Regions from separate parts of the Mus musculus genome. Here regions 1 and 3 are each linked to region 2. Evidence: chromatin contacts called from public HiChIP or PLAC-seq data. All regions are on one chromosome and are shown on one strand. The core of a region is the stretch at or near the end of the contact, and the rest is flanking DNA. Distances in the headings are between cores, read along the strand shown.

What was found. HiChIP or PLAC-seq counts read pairs in DNA pulled down with a chosen protein or histone mark.
Region 1: a contact with region 2 is called in an H3K4me3 HiChIP or PLAC-seq map of embryonic stem cells, with 7 times the contacts expected there. The contact joins the promoter of Chst3 here to the promoter of Ddit4 in region 2. A contact is called at or near these places in 2 of 39 promoter capture datasets (the C10 cell line and pre-B cells), 2 of 484 Hi-C or Micro-C datasets (the CH12 cell line and embryonic stem cells) and 8 of 115 datasets of contacts at active chromatin or transcription factors (the 230-238 cell line, craniofacial prominence, embryonic stem cells and 1 more).
Region 3: a contact with region 2 is called in an H3K4me3 HiChIP or PLAC-seq map of intestinal villus epithelium, with 5 read pairs. The contact joins the enhancer-like site here to the promoter of Ddit4 in region 2. A contact is called at or near these places in 1 of 484 Hi-C or Micro-C datasets (regulatory T cells) and 5 of 115 datasets of contacts at active chromatin or transcription factors (astrocytes, effector CD8 T cells, embryonic stem cells and 2 more).

What each region holds. Positions count from the first base shown.
Region 1 is chr10:60,217,393-60,220,887 of GRCm38.p6, forward strand. Chst3 (carbohydrate sulfotransferase 3) reads right to left here and starts at 1,868. Exons shown (of 4, transcript NM_016803.3): 1 at 1,512-1,868.
Region 2 is chr10:59,949,942-59,953,426 of GRCm38.p6, forward strand. It overlaps Ddit4 (DNA-damage-inducible transcript 4), which reads right to left and starts at 1,829. Exons shown (of 3, transcript NM_029083.2): 1 at 1,756-1,829; 2 at 1,376-1,631; 3 at 1-1,088. The coding sequence starts at 1,571. The coding sequence ends at 595.
Region 3 is chr10:59,626,840-59,630,237 of GRCm38.p6, forward strand. No RefSeq gene overlaps it. Among named protein-coding and RNA genes, the nearest start is that of Mcu, 12 kb to the left of the region's middle. Within about 2 kb of position 1,987, at least 41 of the 459 cell types and tissues checked have an H3K27ac peak or open chromatin away from gene starts, as enhancers often do. A contact at or near this core is called in astrocytes, intestinal villus epithelium and pancreatic cancer cells, where this site is marked.

The sequences.
Region 1 (3,495 bases), core at 618-3,117, 270 kb after region 2:
AAGGGATGTTTTTGCCCCTCGGGGAGCCTCACACCAGCTGGCAGAGAAGAGCAGACATGGATAGTCTGTACCAGAACTATGACCACCCTCTCAAGGATGCTATCACGTGCTACCGTCAAGTCAAGACACAGCTTCTACTGGGCTCCTGGAACCACCTTTCTCCAGCCAGGCCATCAAGAGTACACGTCCCCAGCTCCACATGTCCCAGGGACTCTACCCCAGCATATACCCACTGGCCTTTTTTCTCCACTAACTCACCTCCACCCACAGTGGGGGCATGGGAGGATTAATGTAATCTACTTCCACTGTCTACTGCAGAACTCCCCAAGTCTGCCAAACAGCACCCAACTTCTCCAATCCCATTCCTTTCCCCCACATAGCCAGATGCTGAAATGGAACCTTCCTCTTGCTCTGAGGAGGGAGAGGTGACCATGAGGCACAGTGGACTCCGGCCACACACACCCCACCACCACCACCCAAGACACCAGGCAGGGCTTCCTGCAGCCAGCAAGGTCTTTTTCTCTCCAAGAAGATCAATGCCAATTCAGCCGAGGCTCACTGGGCTCCGCTTGAGGCAAGTCCATAATTCACTACCGGTGCCCTCAATCACCAGACAGCTAAGACTGGGTGCCCAGCACTGCACTAGCCCCAAGATCCTTAGGACATGCAGGACACTACGAATCAGAAACCAAGCAGACATTCTGGTACAAGACAGGCCAACAAGCCTGGTTTCATCCTGACTTTAGTCTCAGCTCAATCCACGGCCCCATTTATATGGCCCCGAGCTGAGATCCCCTATGGAAGTTCCTCTGAGGAAGCACATCCGCCAGGGTCTCAGCTTCCTTGCAACGCCCTGTCACGAACACCACGCAGATTGTCAGGCGCAGCACCAGCACACAGCCTTTTCCTTACAGCTTAAAGACCCCAGTCCAGAAGAACTTTAAAAGTTTCCAAATCACTGGCTCTGGTCTCCCCCATCTACCTCCGGAAGGGCTGCGCATACCCAGGCACATCATCTAGACGCCGAGTTTCCACACCAAATCCGCCCTTGCTAGCCCGGGACAAGTGACTTCAACGATTGCTTCTTTCTCCCCGTTCCTGGGCCTCAGTGGGTCTCAGGCACCGCTTCCCAAAGCCCGGGCAGCTAGTAGTCCCCTGCTATGGAGTTTGGGGGCTCCATTTCAATGGTGGGTGGAGCTGCGGGACCAGCAAAGAACCCAAGCTGGTTTAAAAGTTCCCAACCCTGGAGGCTCCTAGAAGCAGGAGTTGCACTTGGGAGTATGCAGGACGTTCGGCGTGAAGATGCCTCACTTGTGGTTTGTGCGGTGACCTGGCTGTGGGTACATGGCAGATGAGAATTTGGCAGCGTGGGGTTTTCCCCGCGCAGGGAACTCCCCGCCCGCCCTCCGCCGGTCCCCTTCTCCTCCAAAAGTTTGGCGCGCGCTCTGGGATGCGGTCGGTGACCGCCTGGGGCCCAGGAGGCGGTGCCGGGACGCGGGCGCCCCACTTACCCCGGTCGAGCCTCCTCCTCCCGGCGGGCGGATCCGACACTCCGGAGGTCGGCGTCCAGCCCCGGCAGCATCCGCCCCCAACTGCGCTCTCGGCTCAGAAAATGCTGGGGCTGCGCTCCCCACGGCGCCCACTCTGCGTCCTCGGCTAGTGCGGGGAGGGAGGCGCGGCCGGGCTGGTCCCCTCGCTGGGCGGGAAGCGGCGCCAGGCGGGCGGTGTCCTAGCTGCAGGCGAACGATCGGTCCTACCCACGACTCCGATCCCGCTAGCGACCGGAGGCGGCCTCCTGAGCCGGCAGCTGCAACTTTGGGAGCCCCGCGCCTCTCCTCCAGACTCCCCACCTCACTCCACACGCGCACCCGGCAACTTGGGGACGCTCGGTGAAGTTGGCGCGGCCGCCCACCCGGCCTCTCGAAGAGGATGGAGGAGGCGGAGGACTCAGGGAGGAGGGAGGAGCCGGGAGGAAGGGCAGCAGCCCCCCCTATCCCCCCTGGGAGCCTCGCTCTCCTCGACCCCTCCGTGGGCCTTTGTTCCCGACTTAGCTGCGTCCCGGGGGACTCGCCAGGGCTGCTCCATCCCTACCCTTGAGGACGAGGCTGGGAGGAGCTTCCAGCCCCAAGGAAGAGAGTTCAGGGGCACGGCTTCAAGGAGAGTTGTCCAGCTTGAGCCCCCCCCCCCCATGCTGCTGCCCACCCTGAACATGAGGACCTTCCTGTCCCTCTGAGGATGCTTCCTGGAATTTTGAAAAGCCACCGTCCTCCTTCCCTGGGCAGCCACAGGTTGCAGAAGTGTTCTTGGTGCTTTCTCACAGAGCCCCCAGGACAAGATGTGGAAAGGGTTCTCACCAAGAAGCTCAGAGGGAGCTGGACCCCCTTGGCATTAGCTTAAGACCCCTTTGGACTGCTGGCACTCCTGAGGTGGAGGTCATGTCACTTCTGAGTGATGATGAGTGGTAAGTATTGCTGGGTCTGTAAAAGGGCCAGCTTCGCCAAGACTGCTGTAAAGGGCCCAGTGTTGGACAGCAAGCCAAACTTCAGGTTATAAGTTCCAGTCCTGGTGATGTACACGATTCTTTGAGGTCTCCCAGTCCAGCTTTCTTTTCCAGGACTCTAGCTAACTTCAGGCCTGAGACGGCCCTCCTGACGTTTCTTGGGCTTTTGTAAGGTTTAGACAAAATAAGCAATTGTCTATAAAGGAGAAGTGAGAAAATATAAAAAAGGAAACATACACATCTGTCCTTGGCCCCGCTCTGTCATGCTGAACATTTATATCAGCGGAAGACATTAACAGACTCAGGTAGCAGATACAAAGCTGGACAGAATGGGCAGTGAGACCCAGGTGGCTCCAAGACCTCCTCTCAGGTCCCTAATTAGAAGGTTGGTAGGAATCTGCTAACCTGTTGTCTAGCAGGGGCCTGATGGAAGTGTGGTCGTGCCCTGCACTATGATGTGAGACCCGCAGCTAGCTTTCAGCAGAAAACCCTCACTGGCTGCCTGTGTTCTGTAGCCTATTAGGGGAAACCAGAACTGGAGTTGTGATACACCTCAGGGCACACAAAGACCAAAAGTTAGACCTGTGTCAGGCTGAGAATAGAGCCTAGTGGATAGAAAGCTTGGCTTCAGTTCTCCAGCACCACATAAATTTGGGTGTGGTGATGCATACTTGCAATCCCAGAACGTGGGAGGTGGAGGTGGGAGGATCGGAATTTCATGGTCATTCTCAGCTATAGGGAGTTCAAGGCCAGCCTAGAGCACTAGAGACCCTGTCTCATATGTCTATATTGTAGCAAAGATAATTTAACCTTATCCCCGACTAGCTTATAAATAAACAAGACTTATATTTCCCAATTGGAGTTAAGAGCTTCCCAGATGAAACATAATAAGCAATAACTCGGGGTTATTGATAGGAAAGTAGATTCTAACAACATAGAGAGTAGATATCTGCCCAGCTCTTGTATTGTTTAAGGCTTATTGTAAATATAAAGGT
Region 2 (3,485 bases), core at 579-3,078:
GATCCTAACACCCACCCCATTCCTACTCTTACATTCATGCAGTCTGTAAGATAGCTGCCTCGAACAGGTCAGTAGTGAAGCGCCGATCCCCACCCCCCAAAACCAAGATACAAAACAAATGACAAAACACACTAGGTCCTTTCAGACCAGAAGATACACAAACTGTCGGCCACCTCCCCCTGCCTCCCCCCCAGCCCCCAACCCCCAGCCGGGGCAGAGGCCAGTGCAGACCAGCTGCCCTTCTGGCTCTGGCCCACAACTGCTGTTGTAACTTGTCAGTAATAAAAAAAAATAAGGTACATGCTACATACACATCCAGCCAGAAGCCTGTGTGACTCCTAAGCCTTTGTTTCATGCTACAGTACTGAGGGGCGTGTGCCCCAACAGGGAGCCACCTGCATACAACCTAGAGACTTCCTGGAGAACACTTCCTTCCCCCACCTGGCCCTGCGCCCCTCAGGTGGCTATCGTCAGTTTTCTAACACAGGGGACAGTCCTTCAGTCCTTGCCTGCGGGTCTCCACCACAGAAATTCCTTGTCTTCACTTTGGGGGGCAGTGAGAAACCCTCCCCGCACCCCACCCCAGGATGTAGTTCAACACTCTTCAATGAGCAGCTGCTCGGAGCTGTAGAGTTTCTTCTTGATGACTCTGAAGCCGGTACTTAGCGTCAGGGACTGGCTGTAACCAGGGACCAAGGAAGAGTTGGCAGAACTTAACAGCCCCTGGATCTTGGGCCAGAGGCGAGAGTCCAGACGCAGCACCAGGGTCAACTGAAAGGTGGGCACCAGGCTGGGGTCGAGGGCCAGCTGAGCCACGCTATGGCAGCTCTTGCCTTGCTCCACACACACGTCCAGCAGTGCCCCCCGCAGGCCGCACGGCTCACTGTATGCCAGGCGCAGGAGTTCCTTGCCCACCTGGCTCACCAGCTGGCTCGGCATGAGCAAACGCGCAGGGCGCCGCGAGCCCAATCGCGCCTGGGACAGGCTCTCCTGCAGCAGCTGCATCAGGTTGGCACACAGGTGCTCATCCTCGGGGTCACTGAGCAGCTCAAAGTCGGGCAGGGACACCCCATCCAGGTATGAGGAGTCTGGATAGAGAGAACACAGGGAAAGGGTATTGTATTAGAGCGCCTTCCACAGGAGCTGTACGGGCGGGGGAGGTGCAGTTTGCCTAAGCAAACAGTGTCCCTTTCCACTCCGTGCCTCAGTTTCCGCCCCGCAGTCTTGTCTTCTAACCCTAGAGTAATCTGTTTTTTCGTGCTGGGGTGGGAAGCCAAGGTGGCTTTGAGCCGATTCAGCTCGCTTCGTACCCACCTCCCGGGACCCCTCCCACCCCCCATCCCCGAACCCAATTCGGCCCCGGCTGAGTGCTCACCTTCCTCCGGCCCGAAGCCACTGTTGCTGCTGTCCAGGGACTCGCAGTCCGAGCTCTCCAGGCTCGCGCAGCGGTCAAGGCCCTCTTCTCTGGCTGCAGACCCCCAGGCGGAGCGCGGCGGCCGATCAGCGGCCGGAGTTCGAGACGAGGACGAAGAGGAAGAGGAGGACGAGAAACGATCCCAGAGGCTAGGCATGGCGGGGTCAGACGCCAGGACGCTGGCTGCTAAGGTCCGAATGAAGGCGCACAGAAGCCGCTGAAAGACAAGAGGGACAAGGATTTGGCGTCAGTGTCGGCGTTGCACAGGATTGAGGGCTCTGAGGCCCCAAGAGCCGAGGTCACTCCCCGACAAGATGTGCACACCCGGGAGGGACACTCACCAGCTAGCGCGGTCAGCGAAGATTGCGGACAAGAGCGCTCTGCCTCTCGAAGGGTGAGCGAACTGGTGCCAACCCCCGATCGCTGCCCGGACCTGTCCCTTCGAACCCTCTCGCACCTCCCCCCTGCCTGCTGCGATCCCTAGCACCAGCGAGCAGCAGCCTATAAGGGCTCTCCCGGCGAGGCCACGCCCCCTCCAGGTCGCAGCCCAATCGAGACCCGGGAGTGTGGCCCACCTCAGCCAATAGGCACCGGGCGCACGTTCGCAACGTTCTCTCCTGCCTGGTGACAGCGGCCTGGCCCCGCCCCCACGGAGCCCCAGAACGCTCCCGGCCGAACCCCTCTCCCCTCGCCTTAGCTTCGGCCACACCCCCTTTCTGGAAGGGATCCGAGGCGGCTTTCAGCAGCTGCCAAGGTCCCTGAGGGCGCTCGCGGTAGGGGAGGATCAAGGAAAGACTTGTTTATTATAGGGGCGCGTTGCTGGGGGAGGGGACGGCCCGTGACTGCACTGAAAAGAAGAGTTGGGGGACCTGGTGCGGCTTGAGCAGGGGAGAAAGGTACCCCTAGCTTCTGGGAGCCCAAGGGCCAAGGACACTACCGGGCGCACAACTGGATGCCCCATGGGACCGTGGCGCGGCGGCAGACGTTACTCCGTTGTCCCATGAGCATCAGTCCCACGCTGTCTTTGCTTCTGACACGCGATGCACTTTTGGTAATAGGTCCAAAGACAAGGCATCTCAGGGCCATCGGCTCCCACGTCCCCTCATCAGTGTTCCTGTTACTCTGCAGCCCCGGGGGAGCAGGGTGTAGGTTCAGGAGGACATCAAGTGCTTGCCAATTCGAGATTGTCCTCTAGCAGAGGGTTTGGGTAGGAGTTAGAGTTCACGGACTCCGATTCTTAGCGCCTGGTCCACGGCCAGGGAACAAGGGCTCACATCAAACCGACACAGTGACCCACCCGCAGGCCTTAGGGGGACAGAACACTGCAGGGCCAAGTGCCTCCCAAACCCACTGCGGCAGAGCCCCTGGCGTCCGCCGGGTCCTAGAACCCCTCCCATGCTTTGTGTTAAGGGGGGGAAAAGCGGCGGATCGGGGGTGGGGGGTGGGGTGGCAGGAGAATTCAATTCAATGGAACCCAGGACCGAGGTCTTTGGAAAAGTCCAAATGCAAGAGCCATATGGGGTTTCATCATTCAGGCGAGGCAACAGGAAATATAGCCTGGCAGCGATGCTCTAGGGCTGATAGCGATTTGTTTAGGGTAGGAGGAGATTCAGTCGGACTAGACCTGTTTTTTTGTTTTTTTTTTTGTTTTTTTTTTTTATAAAAAGGTTTGTTAATGTAGGACACTGGGACCCTGATGGAAGAAAAGACCAAACTTACATCAGACACTCTGGCCCGGCGGGCAGGAACCAAACCAGATCAGACAGGCAAGCATCACATCGCTACAGGGCAGGTTTGCTTTGACACATGACACTTGCCAGGGAAGTCAGGCCACTGTCCTTTCCAGCCCCACCCCCACTGCCCAATTTCATCTTTTGGACGGAGTTTCACGGCTGGCTGGCCTGGAACTCCCAGAGATTCTCCTGCCTTTGCCTTCCTAGTTCCAGGATGACAGTGAGTCACGAAGCATAGCTCCTACCACCGATATTTTTAAAATTAAAATTAAAAGCCTGACTTTTAGAACAGCCAGGTCTTAGAACTGCAAAAGGATGGGAATCCAAGCTCTCCCACA
Region 3 (3,398 bases), core at 737-3,236, 320 kb before region 2:
GCGTGACTTCATTACCAACCAATTAGATACAAACCAAACCCACAATGCTATAGCCCTTCAAGACCAGGGAAATGGTTAAAATGAGAAAGATACAGAAGATGCTAAATTTTCACAAGAATCTGGAACAACCATGAGGCTCATAGGCCAGTAAACACTGATACAGCCGCTGTTACCAGAACACAGATACTGTTGATCAGTTGCACAGAGATGACATAAAATAAAGCGTCAACGAGGGCCCCTTTTCTTAGGTTTAATAATTCCAGTGGACTCCCTTTGTTCGCTCAGCCGCAGGGGAGGGGACTGTGTCTAGCAGTTGTTGTCCTGTAGCCTTTATCCATCAGTTTCTTTCCTGTCTTTTCAATGGCTTAAGATCTTTGTGGCTAGGCTAGGGTGTAGCTCAGTGGGAGAGCGCCTGCCTGGCAGTTTTCAGGCCTTGGGCCTTGGTGATCTGGATCACGCAGGCCAGGGCTGCATAAACTGACTGGCTCTTGTTACTGGAAGTGGACTGTGGCAGTCAGGATTTTGAGATTAATGATATACACCTTTTAAAAAAACATTTTTGTTCATCTTTTGAAATTTTTATACTATACTTTGGTCATATTCTTTCCCCTCCCCCAACTCCTCCCAGATCCTCCACCTCCTTCCTACCCACCCAGCTTCCAGTTCTTTCTCTTACTGTGTGCCTTTAACCCTAGCACTCAGGAGGTAGAGGTAGGAAGACCACAAGTTCAAGGCCATCCTCAACTACAAAGAAAGTTGGAGGCTAACCTGAGCTACAGACCCTGTCTCAAAATATATATAAATTGATAATTATGAAGTAAATTATATTTGTTCAAAGTCTAATATGAGTCAGGCTTGTAGCAGATGTAATCCTATCATCTTGGAGGCAGAGACAAGAGGACCATGAGGTCAAGTCTACCCTGAGCTTCACAGTGAGTCTCTGTCTCAAAAACTTTAAAAAAAAAAAGTGAGCTAGCTGTTGTCTCTGGATTTAAGGACAGTTTTGATCCCCATCTTTGGACTGAGTTTCTCAGCAGTGAGAAAATTGACACTGGTGCTCAGTACCAAGCAGTTTAGTCCACCTGTCACCTAATTATCACCTATGGCGAGTGTGACTGAAGTACCTGTTTGACAAGTGTCTGGAGGGCACAAATACCCACAGCACACTCCCAGCCCATGGTAACGATGGTGTCTATGATTGCCCAGGTGCCCGAAACCCAGGCTCTTGTTACTGTGGCAGCGAGGATTTTGAGATTAAAGCTATACAACTTAAAAATGGTTTTTATTCTTTTTTTTCCCCCTTAAACTCTCATACAATATATTTTGGATCATAATCTTCACTTCCTTTTCCCAACTCTTCCCAGATCCTCCACCACTTCCCTACCTGCTCAACTTCATGTTCTTTCTCTTCAAAACCAAATAAACACACACACACACACACACACACACACACACACACACACACAAACAACAAAAAACAATATGGAGTCCAGTGGGTGTACACTAAGCCCTCCCAAGCATGGGACCTGTACAACTTCACATATTGGCTTTTAAAAACAGATATGAGTAAAAAGAGCCTTGTAAATAATGTGACCCTGTTACTTGATTGGATCTCCTTGACCCTCCGAAACTAAGGATACCTACTGGTGTGAATGTTTTGTCCATTAACTTAGTAAGAAAATGAGACTAATACCGTCTCTGAGTGCGGAGGACTCAGTGGACTCGGACACAGCACTTAGTGTTTTGCGCACCTTGGCTCACTCACCCCCTCACCAGCATTAGAATACTGGTGCCCCTCTTTCTGTAAGCGGAAACTCTGAGGTTAAGTTATCTGTCCAAACTGAGTACCCAAACTCAAGGACCCTAGCTCCTACATCGGTAACACAGCCTGCCTTTCCGGAAGGCACGCTCTCAGTACACAGTCCAATCTAATCCTCTTAATACTACCGTGTAGCATGGCCTTTCTTTTCAGTGCCTGGGACCGAAGCCAGTGTTTTACAGGCTAAGCACATACTCCAGCACTGAGCTACATCCGCAATCCCAGCAATGCCTGTTTTCTCTCCAGGACATTCAGTTTGCAAAAGAGGGAACAAATCAGCACGGAAGGTTTGAGCTGAAAAAGACCTCTCTAATTAAGGCTCTCTGGCCACAGAGAACTCCTTGAGGTCTAAGCTCTTAACAGACTTTGTGTGGGTCACAAAGCTACTTAATGGATGGGCAGGACTGAGAGTCAGTTTTTCTGCCTCTGAAGGTACATCCCTTTCCCTACACCAGAAACCCTCCCCTCCCACATCCTGGTCTTTCAGGGTACTGCTATCTAGAACAGGGTTCAAAGTTCTTGTTGACTCTAAACGGAGTGGCCAAGGGGACACAAGAAGGGTGGGTAATTAGGACAATAAATGCTTACAGCTTCCACTTCCTGATCTGTATTCGGGGCCACTTCCAATTGCACCCAGTCAAGTGCTGTGTGCTGGGCTGGAAAATCCCATCCGTCTTCAATCGGCTTCTCCACATTAGCTGCGTCTCGATACTTCAAACCCTGACACGGTTTGCTCCTTTGGGTTGAACACTAGAAACAGCTGTTAAAATGCCAACAGCTGAACGTCTAAATAAAATCTTGTCGATACATTTGCAGGACTTTATTTATGGAATCAGCCATTTGTCTGCTGAGAAGGTCCCGAAGGAGTGCCTCTGTTGAGCCTGTCTCAGTGGGATCCAATGGCATGGGAAAGCAAGGTGGATAAATAGGAACTGCAGGGAGGGGCCGTGGCTGGATGAAGTCACCGAGTACCTGGAGAATACACTAGAAAGGGAAAGGGAGTGGGAGAGAGACAGGTGAAGGATGGAGTAGCTCTCTATACCTTGCAGAATGGAATACAGATTGAGTTTCTACGCCTGTGCCAGAGGACCATCTAGATGGATTGCCCTGCTTACTGTTACTACTCTTTTTCCCATTTTGAAACAAAGTCTCAATGCGTAGCTCTGACTAGCCTCAAACTCACCGAGATCTTGCCTCTGCCTTGGCCTCCTGAGTGCTGGATTTAAAGGCATGCCCAAAGGTTGGTTAGGACCACTTGTTCTTTTTGTTTTGTTTTGTTTTGTTTTGTTTTGTTTTGTTTGTTTTGTTTTTTTTTCGAGACAGGGTTTCTCTGTATAGCCCTGGCTGTCCGGGAACTCACTTTGTAGACCAGGCTGACCTCGAACTCAGAAATCCACCTGCCTCTGCCTCCTGAGTGCTGGGATTAAAGGCGTGGGCCATCACTTGTTCTTTTTGTAGAGGACCCAGGTTCAATTCCCAGTACCCACATGATGGCTCATAACAACCTGTAACTTCAATTTCAGGGGTTCATATATTGTCTATAGACCTTGGTGGGTACTGTATATGTGATATACAAACA